2 separate regions of the Hordeum vulgare genome follow, and region 1 is linked to region 2. Evidence: chromatin contacts called from public Hi-C data. All regions are on one chromosome and are shown on one strand. The core of a region is the stretch at or near the end of the contact, and the rest is flanking DNA. Distances in the headings are between cores, read along the strand shown.

Region 1 (2,700 bases), core at 198-2,697, 72 kb before region 2:
TTTGTTAACTGCGGTGACGATCAGCAATCCACGGTATGTGGTCCCATCGCCCCATCTCAAGGATGTGTGGCGAAGGCTAAGAATGTTCGGCCACGCCTCGTCACATTCACGCGGGTATCCACCCGCACCACACATTTCATCATGTTCCAGCAGTAAGTGAAAGTAATGGTGTGTCTATAACATCACAGGAATCCAAGGTATCAACCTTGATGATTTCCAATTGATGTAACCATCAAGATGACCAGGGAGGAATCACCCTCGATGGTTCATGCTTGAGGGGTTGCACGACAGAGTCGTTATTGGAAGTGGTGAAGGAGGAATCACCCTTCGTAATCCACCTCCGGTTGACTACGCTATAGGGCTAAGATCACGAGTATATGACGAGGTGTCACCTCAGTACTCGATAGTAGCTCTGTAGAGTCGTACAACTAAGGGGGTGTGAAGTGGTGCGACGAGTCATGGCTTGTCAATCGATTGGTCGAGTCTTCGGTTCTTCAATGTCGTCGAGTCTTTGATGATGAAGCACGGGCAACTGGGACTAAGTGGGGTCACTGGGGATCACTAATCCACCTATACTAAGCATTTGATATGCAGTAGGGTACAATAGCACTTTATTACGAATAGGAGCTATCTACAACAGTATCAAAATCTAATGCAAACATGAGGGAGAAAGAATGGGCGATATAGGGATGATCAAGGGGGTTTTGCTTGCCTTGTTGCTCTGGTGCAAAAGGCTGGTCGTCAGGGGGGTAGTCGTACCTAGCAGCAGCGTTAGCTTCGGCATCTACCGGAGAAAAGAGGGGAAGAAACAATAAATAAAAGCAAGCAGATGCATCACGATACATGACATGTAAATACGAAGTGCTAGGGATGAGCTAACGCAGTATTACACGTCATGGACAGAGCGGGAAAATATCTGACGATATTTCCCAGGTCTGTGGCTACTACCGGACAAGTGATCCTCATACCAAAATGTCCATGTTCACCATGCTAGGAGCATGTTACACATGAACAAACACCGTATTCGGATTCATGGGCTTTTTTCAGCAACTTTCATATATAAATTATTTTCATGTGAGTTACAGATTGTTTTATATTAATTTCTCATGTTTTAATAATAATCTGATATTAATATATATTTATTTTAATTCAAAATTTTACTTATTGCATCAGCATGACATCACGGCGATGTGAGTAGTCAACCCGGCTATCTCACGTCAAACCTGACAGCTCGGCCCCACGTGTCATAATCACTCGGTAATTCTAAAGTACAAAATTAATCTAATTACCATAGCCCACATGTAATTGTATATTTAATCAAATTAATTAGACTAATTAAATTGCCATATTAATTAGGTGTTAATTGAAACATGGGCCCACATCTCACTCGCCCACGGGATAGTGGCCCACGAGTCACGTGCTGGGGCTACCCAGTCAGCATAGTTGACCAGGGTCAACCCTACCAACTTGAGCCATGGGGCCCGCGGGTCAGTGACCCTGGGGTGGCCCCGGTGCAACCTCGCCGACGGGCGGCGCTGGAGTTGCTCCGGCGAGCCAAACAACACGGCGGAGGCACGGGAGGGGGTCAAAAATCGTCCACACGACGTCATTTTGCACACGGAGGGGCTTGTTCAAACGACAGGGCACACCCGCATCCATCCTGGCCAGCGGGAGGATCTAGGGTGGCTGCTAGCATCGCCAGCGACAAGGTTAACAACGGCTGGGGTTCGGGCTATGGTGGGGACGACACTACGGCGGGGACGAAGCAAAACGGAGTGGCTAGCGAGGTCCTACGCGACGCGGTAGAGCAGGTGCACACGACCCCGGGACCAATTGTCCACCGGAGGCCCGTCGACAAGGAGCTCACTCGGCGAAGCATCTCGGTCGCTAGTGGATCTAGCTCTAGAGCTCGAATATGAGCGCGAGGAGTGGGGGGAGGACAGAGGGGCTCACTGAGAACGTGTAGGTGTGCAAAGCGGGTTTGAGGAGGCATGATGTCACCGGAATCATCCACGGAGCTCGCCGGAGCCGAAGAGGAAGAAGAGGTCGGGGCCGGTGACGTAGGGGCTTCCGACGTCTTGCGGATCTATGGGGAGAAGAATATTATGGAGACGGAGCGAGAGGGCACGGTGGTGAGGCGCGGGAGGCACGGTGGCCGCGGTTAGGCGACGGCCATGGCAGCGACGGCGCGGGTCCGAGCGTGGGAGAAGCAGGTGCGCGAGGGGGGATGGAAGGGGTCTAGGGTTCCAAGGGCGTCAGGGAGGGACTTTTAGGTGCGGCATCGCCGGCGGATGGCCGTCACGGCATCGGGCGCAGCCGGTGGCGCGCATCGTCGTGTCCATGCCTCCCGGTGAACACAAGGTAGGGGAGGACCCGTGTTGGGCTGGGCCAGTCCCTGTGGACTAAGGCCGAGCACAGGTAAGTCTTTCCCCTTTTCTTTTATTTCTTTTATGTTCATTTTTTATTTACTTCTATTTTGGTTTTAATTGTAATAACAAATGACTTTTCTAAAATATGTGATAGGGTCCAATATTTGGTAGTGTCACAAAATGTTTGGGACCCATTTGGAAGGTGTGGGTATTTTCATAATTCAAAAGATATTCAATTAATTGTTTTGGCCTCTATTATTATTGTTTGGAGGCACTTAAATACTCTGTAAAAATATGGTTTCAATTTTATAATAACTAGGTGAATTTTTTC
Region 2 (2,700 bases), core at 61-2,560:
ATACCAGATTTGTCACTACAGATGCTGTGAATTTTAGTGAAGCTATTTCATAATGGTTACGGCATAAGAAAGCTCTGTATATTTAATAGTATCACATGTTATTGCCATAAGGACCATTAAGACTACAGAATCCATAGAATACATACCAGCTGACATCGACATATCAGGAAACCAAACCCAATAATTGGTGCAACTCATCACATGTTTCTATTCTGAAATGGGGCTGGTCTATTGGCCTAGTGGCAACAAGTCATCAAAACACGTTTTCATGCTGGATCAAAATATTACTTAGCTAAAACAAAGCTACCACATATTTGCGGAAGCCATAGCTAAGGCCTTATCACAGGCATCACATCCGAGATGTCAAGTGTTCATGATTCATCACAAGGGCAGGGATAACCGGATAAATAACTACTAACATTAGGCCACTCAAACTATACCATCATTAATACCAGCAACCGGGGCACAGGATCATATAAAAATACACTTAATCGTATCATGTACTCCCTCCGTTCCTAAATATAAGACCTTTTAGAGATTGTACTATAAACTACATACGGATGTACATAGACATATTTTAGAGTATAGATTCACTCATTTTGCTTCGTATGTAGTCTCCTAGTGGAATTCCTAAAAGGTATTATATTCTGGAACGGAGGGAGTACTTCCAATTTTGAGGTACAGGCTCCGGTGGAGATGCATGACAGCATGTGTCTCAAACTAACGGCAAGAGTACATATCATCAGAACAAATTCTTAGCTACATGGCTAAGACTAGGAGTAGGTAGATCAACAAGCGTACCTCGTTGAGCGCGTCGTTGATTCCGTGGTCCGCACCGCCACCTCCTCCCTTCCCATTCTCCCCCTTCTCCAGAAACTCCTGCAAGGCCACGCGACACGGATCATCAAAACCAAATTATCCAAAGCGAACCGCCTTCCTGCCACTTGAAGAATCGGGATCGGAGTTTTCGAGAGAGGAGAGCAGCTGCCAGGTCGTGGCCAGACGACGCACCTGTATCTCTGTGAGGATCTCGGAGAGGCGGCCGTTGCGTAGGACGACGGACCCGGCCACGCCCGCGCCGACGAGCATCACGACGCGGGTGAGGCCGAAGCCCGCCTGTGCCACCATCGCCATGGCTGCGCGCCGCCGCGCGTCTGAGGTGGTGCCGGTGGAGGTGGAGGTGGAGGAGGAGGAGGAAAACCTAGCTTAGGTTACGTCGTGAGGTGAGCTGAGGTGCGATCGGGCTGTCTGGGTGGAACGGAGGAGGGTGGTGATGGGAGCCCGTTCAGAAGGAGTGGGGCCTATATGTCAGCGAGTGCACAACGGGGCAAAGTCGGTACGGGTCAATCGAATCCGCACGTGCTGCTCCACCCTAAACCTGGACATATCCCGCGCCGCGAGCCCGACCCGGCCCAATCAGAAAAATGTTAAAATCAAGCCCGAGCCCGGTCAGAATGAACATAAAAGGTGAATTTCGGGCCAGGCCGGACCTTCATGTAAATCATCGTTTTTTTGCAAGTCCGAGCCTGGCCCGAATTGCTTTTCGGGTCCGATTTTCAAACCTGAGCCCGGCCTGACTCCATCTAAAAAAATTGTCTCAAAAGAATAGGGGTAAAAGAAGAGGTAAGCCCAAAAAAGGTAAATTTGATCCAAGATAAATTTAGACATTATATGCTGTAAAAACAATAAACATTATATATAGTAGTTGTACATTTGTGCATTGTCGCAAAACAACAAGCGGGTAACATGAGATCGATCTTGGCTTGTGTATAATTCATGGCCCTCTCACTCTCACATGTTTCTCCTCTAACCACTATTGGGGACCAGCCTCATGGGTCTTCCCCCTCCGCCTGCTGCTCCGTGGCGGGAGGGATGGGAAACCCTCGTGCGGTCATTATCTCTCCTACCACTAGGATAGTTGTTTTTCACACCACCAAAGCACGAGAGCGATTTGGTCATCTTTTCGGTATATGACCGTCAAGCACATCCTTTTATCACTCGTATGGTTGTGGAGTTATCTCGTGTAGCAACGGTGTTTGCACGACCCCTCTCACGATATCGTACTTTCCAAATTGCCTCCATCCCCACATGAGCGTGAGTTAGCCCCGCAGCCAGTTTGTCTCTCCCGCTAGCTCACTCCCACACAGCAAGACATTATAATAGGTCACACAAGAAAGCCTCTAAATGTGTTCGTGTTTATGCGAGAAGTGATTGCATTGTCTACCTCAACACCTACTCATCTCTTCACGGCATGATACCACGTCATATGTTCCCGCCCAATTGCTGAGGAATAATCTTTTCGTCAGCGTCGCCGACTTGCACCTATTCTGACTCAGGGTGACTTAGAGCCCGAGCTTGAGTAGTACCCCGTGGCATGTACTAGTTGTGGCATGTACCCCTACTACAAGTTTCTGTTCCACCGGCTAATCACCAACTAACTAAAAACATTATGTCAATTGCCACGAGCAACACTAATCATGATCGCATGTCATGTATGATGTGACATGTGCAATAACGTAATTCAATGTATGATTATGTTGAGTTGTTTTATTTTTATTTGGTGTTTCTCCCCGTTACGAATGTTGCTTGTTTTCTTGTTCTTCTATTTGGGCATGATCTCGACGACTAATGGTGTGTTGCTCTTACTGTCTGATATTTATCATGGAAGAAAGTAGAAGTAGATGGTGTCCAAAGGGATCC

The links. A called contact is a pair of places that touch in the nucleus more often than the background predicts.
Region 1: a Hi-C map of leaf shows a contact between it and region 2, with 1.9 times the contacts expected there. The contact joins the enhancer-like site here to the promoter of LOC123427139 in region 2. A contact is called at or near these places in 2 of 6 Hi-C or Micro-C datasets (leaf and seedling).

The regions. Positions count from the first base shown.
Region 1 is chr1H:136,447,763-136,450,462 of MorexV3_pseudomolecules_assembly, reverse strand. No RefSeq gene overlaps it. Among protein-coding and RNA genes, the nearest start is that of LOC123427139, 72 kb to the right of the region's middle. Within about 2 kb of position 1,447, at least 3 of the 3 cell types and tissues checked have open chromatin away from gene starts, as enhancers often do. A contact at or near this core is called in leaf and seedling, where this site is marked.
Region 2 is chr1H:136,375,343-136,378,042 of MorexV3_pseudomolecules_assembly, reverse strand. LOC123427139 reads right to left here and starts at 1,310. Exons shown (of 12, transcript XM_045111115.1): 1 at 1,012-1,310; 2 at 802-879. The coding sequence starts at 1,134.